Linked DNA regions of Mus musculus: region 1 is linked to region 2. Evidence: chromatin contacts called from public Hi-C data. All regions are on one chromosome and are shown on one strand. The core of a region is the stretch at or near the end of the contact, and the rest is flanking DNA. Distances in the headings are between cores, read along the strand shown.

What was found. A called contact is a pair of places that touch in the nucleus more often than the background predicts.
Region 1: a contact with region 2 is called in a Hi-C map of the C2C12 cell line, with 2.9 times the contacts expected there. The contact joins two enhancer-like sites. A contact is called at or near these places in 6 of 39 promoter capture datasets (the 3T3-L1 cell line, 3T3-L1-derived adipocytes, the C10 cell line and 2 more), 1 of 15 datasets of contacts at CTCF or cohesin (the NIH/3T3 cell line), 10 of 484 Hi-C or Micro-C datasets (the C2C12 cell line, the Patski cell line, bone marrow-derived macrophages and 5 more) and 5 of 115 datasets of contacts at active chromatin or transcription factors (the NIH/3T3 cell line, PVALB interneurons, bone marrow-derived macrophages and 2 more).

What each region holds. Positions count from the first base shown.
Region 1 is chr3:136,654,455-136,659,629 of GRCm38.p6, forward strand. No RefSeq gene overlaps it. Among named protein-coding and RNA genes, the nearest start is that of Ppp3ca, 13 kb to the right of the region's middle. Within about 2 kb of position 3,222, at least 19 of the 459 cell types and tissues checked have an H3K27ac peak or open chromatin away from gene starts, as enhancers often do. A contact at or near this core is called in the C2C12 cell line, where this site is marked.
Region 2 is chr3:136,163,386-136,168,438 of GRCm38.p6, forward strand. The region is part of intron 7 of Bank1 (B cell scaffold protein with ankyrin repeats 1); the gene reads right to left. Among named protein-coding and RNA genes, the nearest start is that of Bank1, 160 kb to the right of the region's middle. Within about 2 kb of position 3,481, at least 47 of the 459 cell types and tissues checked have an H3K27ac peak or open chromatin away from gene starts, as enhancers often do. A contact at or near this core is called in the C2C12 cell line, where this site is marked.

The sequences.
Region 1 (5,175 bases), core at 1,972-4,471, 490 kb after region 2:
TTTTATGTCTGGGTCATAAGGCTGTTTTTCTATATTCTTATGTGACAGTGCATCCAAGGAACTACAGAGGAGAAAATGAGGTCAGACCGCTGTCCTTGGTTATAGCAGTATGCTCTGGGTGACTGAATTTTAATGATTAACAGATACTTGGCATTTTCATTAATATCTTAAAAATGATTCTTTGAATTATATTATTCGAATTTTAAAGATTTAAAGTAACACTTTCATAGATGTAGTTGTCGTTTTATATATTTATCATCAAAACATTACCATGGCAATTTACCTTACTCAAAGGAAAAGAGCTGCTGGAGAACTTAACTGGCAAAACTAGTCCTTTCCTGTGACACCAGTCACCTAAGGTAGAACTTTCCTGAGAAGAAAAATACCCCTACTTTGTTTTCCAGTTTTATAAGACAGTGCAAGTAGGTGTCCTGATTTTTATTGTACCTCTGACACGGGTAGGTGTCCTGGTTTGGGGAAGACCACTGATTATTAAGAAGCAGGAGCCAGTTGTGATGCCCTTTCACCTTCATAAGAAAAGGTCCCTGCTTTCCTCCCCAGTGCTGCCCCCTCCTCCCAGCTTCCTGCTTTGTCTTGACTCCCTTAGAATCAATTCTCACATTATGTTGTTGTTTGGGCACAAAGGTTTTCACACTTTTGTTAAAACACAATGCTCCTTTTGTAACAAAGGAAGGAAGCCAAATATTCCTTGAAAGAGAGAGAGGAGGCAAAGGGGCAGATCACAGGCTCTGACAGACTCCAAGAAGGCATAAGTGTGGCCTTTGGAAAGTGAGCCTTCCTAAGTGACTTCTGGGGAGCCTTCTGGTGACTTTATATACATTCCTGTGACCTCTCAGCCTCTGGGTTGCTATCAGAGCACGCAGTTGGATACTGCATGATTCATGGTGTCTGCTGCCTCTACCCAAACTTCCTCCCAGACTTCACAGAAGAAAACACTGATGCTTTAGTTTTCTATTGTAATTATTATTTAGTGGGATTTTGTGTTTTAATGCCAGATTTTGGTTCAAGGGACGGTTGATAGGAAGGTCCAGAGCTGTCCCAGAGACTCCTCTTCGTCCACATGAGCTTTCTCCTCACGAGAATATCCTCCAGCAGAGAGCACAGGAATTGATAGACCTGTTCACAAACACAACCTCAACACCACTTCCACCGTGCTCTCTACACTACCCTTCACTTCTGCTGTATAGTCTGTGGGTTTGGGCAAACGTGTAATTCCATGCACTCAAAGTTGTTCCACACAGATTTTTCACTGTTGGTTCCATCCCGTTCCTCTAGAACTACACTCTCCCTGTTATCTCCTGGAAGCTACTACTTGTTCTACAGTTAACATAGGGCAGTGGTTTGGAGATAGAGCCCTTCCTTCAAGAGTCTCATATGTTGGAAGGTCTCATGGTAGAAAGCATGGTAGTGTTAGGAGGTTCTAGAACCTCTAAGAGAAGAAGCCTAGTGCCAGGTAATCAGGTCAGGAGTGGTCATCTCCTTTAAAAGAGATCAATACAGATATCAGGAAACCCTAGTTAGTTCCATCGAATGGGCTATAAAAAGTAAGCGTGACCTCAGAATCCCTGGGGCTCTGGTTTCATCAGGTGTCTTCTTCTGTGTATGACCTGCCATTGTTATGTTTCCAGTGTCATCATTTTTTTGACTTTTAAAACTGTGGGCTAAGTTAGTCTTGTTTCTTTGCAAGAAACTCAGCTCCAGGCATTTTGTTATAGAAACACATTAATATATATATTTTTTTCATTGTCCAGAAGACCATACAGCTGGAATCCTCTAGAATGAATGTTTTCAGATTGTCATATTGTGTGCAATATGAGTTTAATTTCACCATCCCTCATTTCTTCTAGGGCTAACCAAATATGACACTGTTCGTTTATATCACCTACTGGAGGACATCTTGATCCCTTCCAAGTCTTAGATATTACAAATAAAATGCCCTTGTTATTAATGATTCTAGTGGTATAGATTGGCTCTGACATGTTCTCCAAAGGCTTGTATAATAAGGCTTGGTTCCTGGTAGGTATGATTAGGAAGTGTGGTCTGGACTTTCAAAGATAGGACCTAGTAGCAAGTCTTCCAGCCATTAGTGGCAAAGATTACCACAAGACCATAAAGCTTTCTTTTTCTCTTTTCACTCTCTCCAGCCACATGGGAATTGATTTTTTTTTTTTTTTTTTTTTTTTTTTTGGCCACATGCTCATGCCACAATGAGCCATTACAGTACCAAGTCATGGGACCAGTCAGACATAGACTTAAACAAGTGAATCCAAGCAAACATTTCTCTATTATAAGTTAATCTAAGGTATCTTGTTACAGTATTAAAAAGCTAACTAACACACGCCGATTATTCATAACTGAAGTGTGACACAACTTTGGCACAGGACAGTAAAGAATGGTTAAAGTACAGTGGGGTCACATTGACCTTAGGGACACACATTTGGTCCTCGGGAATGTAATGAATTCAGGAAGTGAGTTACCAGGAGTCATCCTTTTCTCTCTGTTCTTTTCAGACATTGTGAATCCCATCTCATTCTCTCTGGGGAACCCTTTCTCCACTTTTCCCATCCAGACGTGGAATAATATGGTGGGTGATCACTGTGCAGCACAACTCTAAGCTTCCAGAGAAAGAAGAAACGTCTTCAGCTTTGCAGAGAAGAAAGCATTCGGGGAAAGAGGACATGTGGGCTCCGTTCCGAGCTATAGAACTCGAGATGCTGACCTGTAGAATCATGTGGATGAGTCATATATGAAATAGATCTGAACAAATAAAACACTCTCAGTATACACCTAATCCTTCCCAGGCTGGGGAGAGGACCTAGCTCCAAACACCTGGAACAGAGTGTCACTCCAATTTTAGTCAAAGTATTTCCTGTCTTAGTAATACATTTTTTTTTAACCATAAAGGAATTAAAGGGTATGTTGTTTGACTCAAGAATCTCAGGAAATAAAATAGTCATTTTTGTGAGAATTGAAAGCAGAGGGGGAGGGGGGGAGAGGGGGAGGGGGAAGGGGGAGGGGGAAAGGGAGGGAGGGAGAGAGAGGGGGGAGGGGGAAGGGGGAGGGGGAAAGGGAGGAGGGAGGGAGGGAGGGAGAGAGAGAGAGAGAGAGAGAGAGAGAGAGAGAATAGGATTGGATAGTGAGACCAACCCACTGGAAACCACACAATTCAGTCTTGTATGAGATGTGGTTTTTTTTTTTTTTCAAGGAGGCTTGGTTATTTCCCTTGCCCCAGCCCCCTTTACAAGTCCTTTTCAATCCTGATCAAAAGGTATGATGACTGTGCTGGTCTTCTCCATCCCTGTGACCGCTCCAGGGTGCCTTTACCTGTGTCTCCAGCTGTCCCAGCATTTTCTCTGTTTGTGGAGAGAGCTGGAGAGTGTGAAGAACTCATGGCCCCCTATGGCTGTCTTCCCAGAGACCTATGGCTGTCTTCCCAGAGACCTATGGCTGTCTTCCCAGAGACTGACCACTGCCGCTGGATGTGTTTACCAGGCTGTCTTGTCCGGGTGCGTCCAGCGGCAGTGGTCGGTGACTTATAAATACTCAGGCTCTCCTGTGGGATTGAGCCAATGTCCCTATGTTTCTGTGTCCTTGCTTTATGCCTCACAGATTTTATTCATCAGATTTTCAAATGGTGGGGTGAGGCTCATCAGTGCTATCTACAGTAATCTACTTAAAGCCAATTGATGACGAGTGGATTAGTGTATCTATAAAATGCCGTCATAGCAACATCTTGATTAATAATTAGCTAAATGCCTGGGTATTCCACACTTGCCAGGCTGACATAGAAGATTAACCATAACAGTATAGGAGCAACAGAATTAGATGACAAAAATATGTTTTGCTAACTAAAACAGTTCCCAAACAGGATAACCATAAAAACTGCTTGGGTTTTGAAAAAACTCCTATATTATTAAATTAACAATACTAACATTTAAGAAAAGGCTATGACTCACAAAATTGTGTTAGTCACACATTCTATATATATATACATGTATCATATAAATATATGTTCATATTCATAGAAAATATGTTTAAAACTCATAAAGTAAGAAAAGAACTTTTTTTCACTTGTACATTAAAAGAACTTTAAAACATGTTATTTACTTAACAATTAATTTGGTGACAATTTCATACAAGTATTTAATACACACTTATCACTCTTACCCTGTAACCTCTCTGATCTCTCTCAAACTCCCACCCAACCCTTCCCCTCCTTTCCAGTCTTTCTTACATTTATACCTTTTTGTTTTGAATTATGATTCAAATCATTTAACCTGGACTAGGCAGTCTGTGTAACCATGGGTTTGGGACTATGCAGAGAAACCTGGGGAAGTCACCAGTGAGTCCAGAGCTGAAGACAATGACTACCCTATCTCTGTGTCCCAGAATCAGTAAGTAGCCTGAATATCAGCAAAAGGGGTGTGGCCTCATAAGCCACTCCTACATCCATGCCTGACTGCTGACAGACCCATTTTTGTGCAGGCCCAGTATAAGCAACAATAGCTGCTGTGACTTTATGATTTGTAGTAGCAGTGGCATGCTCAAGAGATGGCATTGGTTCGCCCTTCTCCTGTTTAACAGCTCTTATATCTTTACCGGATTTTCTTCCAAAATGTTTCCTAAGTCTCTGGGCGGGGAATGTATGTGTGTCTCCAAGTGTCTTGTCGAGGGCTACCACTTATTCTCCGCACTTGGAGCAGCCATGAGTCTCTGTATTCACAATAGTTCACTAGGTCCATGAAATGTTACAGTCATTATGATCAAGAATAACATTTGCCTAGGGATATAAATATAAATAAATAATATAAATATAAATGTGAATACTAGAAGATAGTTGGAGGCTATGCCAATTTGGCTAAGCATCAGTAGCTAGTTGACCTCCACAGGCGTAAGTTTTTGACAAGATTCATACGGTATCAAGGATGGATGCCTCTCTGTGAGTGAACTCTATAGCAGGGAAGAATCTTGTAGCTCAGTTCTAGCATGGTTTCTTTGTATCTTGCAAGGACAGTGTGTTACAAGTTGCATATGGAAGTAGTCCACACCTGGCATAGGGATCCCTTTGTAAGGCTGCCTTCTTGTGATCAAGTCTTGCCACCCAATTTTTTAAAATGTAATTTATAAAAAGAGTTTGAAGGAAGAGAATTTGTC
Region 2 (5,053 bases), core at 2,231-4,730:
TTATTAATTAGATATTTCTTTATTTACATTTCGAATGTTATTCCCTTTCCTAGTTTCCCCTCTGAAAACACCCGCTCCCCTCTCCCTCCCCCTGCTCACCAACCTACCCACTCCCACTTCCTGGCCCTGGTAGTCCTTTATACTGGGGCATAGAACCTTCACAGGACCAAGGGCCTCTCCTCCCATTGATGATCAACGAGGTCATCCTCTGCTACATATGCAGCTAGAGCCATGAATCCCACCATGTGTTTTCTTTGATTGGTGGTTTAGTCCCAGGGAGCTCTGGGGGTACTGGTTAGTTCATATTGTTGTTCCTCCTATAGGGCTGCAGACCCCTTCAGCTCCTTGGGTACTTTCTTTAGCTCCTTCATTGGGGACCATGTGCTTTGTCCAATGGATGGCTGTGAGCAAGCGGCTTTTGATTAGTGTTTTATCAAAGCAACAGAGAGAAAACCAGATCAATGACTGTTTGCGCATAACTATTCTTCATAAGACTGTGCTAGAATCCCACAGAGATACACAACAATCTTGACAAATGACAAAATGTTACCTGTTCTTACTACACTGGGCTTCGTTGGGTACCTAGTCATTTTGTTTTTCCTTGTATATGGCTGTATAAATAGCCTGTTTAACCTAGAGTGAAAAATAAGGACAGAGAAGTTGTAACTTCCTTATGTGTCTTCCTTACAAGTTGTGTGGGTGCTGTGTACTCGGAGGCCACTTAATGAATTCCATTTGTATTTAGAATACTATTATTTGCTGGGTTTAGGTAAACATGTCTTTCTAGTTTAGTTCATGAAAGAATCATTTAATGAGAAGTAGAGGCCTTAGATCTGGCTAGAATTGTTGTGACCACTATGCTTTTCACCCATATCAAAGGGGCACCAAGTCCCCTATGAGGAGTACTTGTCTTGGAACTGATGAGGGAGCACCATGGCCTCTTTGAAGATGCATCCTGATCTCTGAGGCAATACTCTCATCCCTATGGGGAACACTCAACTCCTATGAGGGACTATGCTTGGATCCATGTAGTGAGTTTCTACACCCATTTGAGAGTGGGATAGCATGAGCTAGGGACCCCATTCATATCTATGTGAGGGAGCATCCAAGCTCTGTGAAGGAACACTCTGGCCAATGTGAGGGAGCACTCTCATTCCCGTGAGAAGTACTAAGGCCAATGCATAGGAATGCCCCAGTTCATGTAAAAGAAGGCACCTGACAACATGACATAACAAATGTGCTTATGTGAGGAGGCCTCCAGCCTATGTGAGGGAAGGCCATGGTCCCTTTGAGAGAGCACCCTCATCTATGTGCAGGAACACCTGGCCTTGGGGGAAGCACCTGGCTCATGGCTAAGACCCCATGCTCTTCTCATGTCAATTTGTCAGCAGTGGAATTCTCACTCTCAATGATGTGTTCATTCAGGGAAAGTAGTGATCTTTCTGATAAACTGATAAATGACCTGAGTGTCACAAGGATGAGGTAGAATCCTGACCCTCAGATCTCTGGTAACCTAAGCCAGAATTGGTTTGTTACCTTTACAATGAGGTAAGCAGTTTCATCATGTGACTTTTCTAATAGACTTTACTCTTGATAGGTAAGACTTCTGCTCCTTCAGCCTCGATCAAAGAAATTGTACAATTGTATAGAAACAAGCATTACTTCCAACCTCTGGATGTGGAACCTCATTGATGAGTTCACTCCTGGGACTGCCTTTTCTGTTCATGCCTACAGATAATGAGGGGGAATACTGCACACATGTCCGATGAGATATTAATCTTTGAAGGTGTATAGTTCCACCTAAATATTGTTAACTTGCTTTGGCATAGTGGGCATTTTCTTGCTATGGTTGAACATTTTCAAATTTTAGTAGTGTTCTACATATCGACTGTTCTTGCCTGTATCATCAGAAATCTACTCTCTAGGAAGCATCTTAAGAGGCTTCAGTGCTGAGAGGAAACATCTCAAGCTGGACACAGGGTTTCACTGCTATACTGTGCCTTTGACTTTGGTTCCGTAATTATGACTTCCTGGCAGAAAGTTGATTTCACAAGACAATCTGTGAGTTTTATACATCAAAGTGAAATTATCAACATACCAGAAGCTTTCACACTGTCCTCTCAAGGGCTTTTGGTTATGTATGCTCTCAGCTATTTGAGATGGTAGTGTTTCCCAAAATACCTGCATTGCCATGCAGTCTGCCACCAGAGTGCTGGAGTGCAGCCATGGCTGGCAGCGAGGCAGTTCCTGCTATGGGAAGGACTCTGCTGAGCCGAGCCTGTGTACAGGACTGATGTCAGTATCCATTATCCACACAGCTGCTACGGATCCTTCTATCATCCTCCATCCCCCCCTCCACCATTTCTTATTGGAATCCAGCTTGTGGCAAACTGATTACAGTAGAGTGACCACTGCAAGGATGAAGACAAGAAAAGCTTTAAGGACATGTGAAAGTGTTATCTTTGAGTAGGAAAGCAGTCCTGTAATATTCTAGAAAAATAGCACCAGATGGGCCCGGTTGGCATACAACTACCCGAAACAGCAAGAATTATTTTAAGAGAGAGAGAGAGAGAGAGAGAGAGAGAGAGAGAGAGAGAAGAAAGAAAGCAAATCACTGGGGCAGCCTGCTGCAAAGCAACAAGAAAAGGCAGTAGCTGTTTCCTCAACATGACTTAGTGTCTTATTCCAGTTCACACAGCCTAACAGAATGCCACAGGCTGGATAATTTATAAACAATGGATGATTACTGGGCACACAGTCCTGGGTGCTGCAAAGTTCCATGGGCACCAGCAATCTAACAAATGGGCAGCAGCCCATCTATGCTAGGCAGACACGGGGAGTCAGAATGAACTCACGCTTTTTGTAAAATACACACCTGCAGTGGTGGCACTGATCTGTGAGAACAGACTCAGCACCACCCAGACACTTCTTAAAGGGCCCACCTCCCAGTTCTGAAATAGTGATGAATAAACTTCAATTCCTCTTTTGGAGGGGATATTCGAACTTAGTAAAGCAAGGACAGATTTCTATATCATGCTTGCTTTTAAAGTTTGGCAGTTCAATCAACTAGCTTACCTTGAGAAACTTCTTAGCAACTTTTAGTATCCCTTAAAATCTGTAAGGTAGATTTTGCTTCTAGGATTAACTTGAATTTAGTACCTGCCAGATAATAAGTAAATAAATGGTCAAGTAGAAACAAATATTGACCTCTAACAAAAATTGTGAAGATAGTGAAGATAGGCACCGCTGAAAAAAGGAGTTGTAGCTTCAAGTCTTGTGCTTCAAGAGGAAGACTGAATAACCAAGAAAAACACAAGATGCACATATAGCCCAAATGGCAAGTTTTCAAAGTTTCCACATAATCTTGAACTCCTCAGAAAGTTCACATAGTTTTCTATTTTGTTTCCAGGTCCAGTTCAGACAGTGTTTTCTTGATGATGGATCAGCTACTCTGAAGGAGGTGAGTCATGGGAGACTCCCACACCAGAACTCTGCGGAGAAAGGACTACACATTGCCGACAGTGGCTTCATCCCAGAGTGGACCATGAGTAATCGCAAGAACGTGGTTTACCTTAAGAAATAACATCTGTCTCAAGAACTGGTTACTGGAAAAGTACTAATCTCAAAGTAGTAATTCTTCTACTCTCTGCAATTTCCAGACACTGAAGACCAACTGAAGCAGGGAGAATAAACCAGTGAGACAGGGACATTATGTTACCCAACTTAAAAAGGCTTGTCTGACACAACTTTGGAGGGTTGATTACTAAGAGGACAATTAAGCCAAAAAAAAAAAAAAAAAAAAAAAAAAAAGCACATCCATTCTCCTATTGGTTAATCTGTTTTCTAATATAGTGAAGATTATAGGTTAATTTGTTTTCTGGTATAGTGAAGATTATAGCTGATGAGGAAAAACAGACTTGCCAGCAGTATTGTCGTACTAAGAGAAAAATGTGACAAGGGGCCTTTGGAAGACAACAACAGACAACGTGCAAAAAGCGATCAGTTGGTTTCCTGGGAACTAAGCGAGCATTTTTCTTTTTTTCTTTTAAAAAATGTATTGAAGATTTCATATGTGACTACAATTTACATCATTAAATCCCATCTTCTCTCCTTCTAACTCTTCCCATGTCCCCCTCTCAAGTTCTTGACCTTTATTTTTTTAATTTAATTTAATTAATTGAATACTTATTAAATATTATAGTTACATCTCTCCCTCGCTTTCTCCAACTCTCTATACAATTTCCTTCTGAATCCACTTAGTGTTGCTCTCATCTATATGTCTGTGTAGGGTGTACCACTTGAGATGGATTGAATCACCTCTCTGGGGACTTTTCTCTGGAGAAGACAGACTGACTTCCTCCTCTCTAAGCTGCCACTGTTTTCCTACAGCCCTTTATCTAGGGTGGGGTCTTGTAAGATCTCCCCACCCAGATTGAAATGTTGACGAGTGCTATCTTACTTATCTTCTATTGAGCTTCCTCTGTGAACTGATGGCAGAGCAAGGCATGGAGGTAGAGCAAGTGATGGGTACTGATAGGACTTTACATCCTTTCACAGAGAGGATCAAGAAGAACCCTTGGAATTACCTAGGCTATTCTCCAGGACTGCAGAGCATCTTCAAGTGCTGCATTCAAGGTCTGTTAACAACTTGATGTGCTTTTAGTTTGGGGGGAATAACCAAGCTTGCCTAAACCCGAAGATCTCTAGGACTTCCAAGGGAGCAGGGGATCATTTACTTCAGTCTCTGCTGGAGCTCCAGCTGTAATTACAAAGAATAAAAACAAACCAGAAAAGAAGATACTTTTACAATTGCCTGGAGAGCTGAAAGGTTCTGTGGGCGGAGAGGATGACCCGAATCAAAACTATGTGCCCGGTTTCCATGGAAATACAGGACAGAATGCTGAGGAAAAGTGAAAGTCATTTGATCCCATCTTCTGCCTACAGAGTCCTCCAGGGTAAGCCTTACTCTGGGTTTAGTGACAAGGAATGTATTCAAGTGATAATACTGTTACATGTATTATATGGAAACATCACTTTTAAATATTCTTAAAAT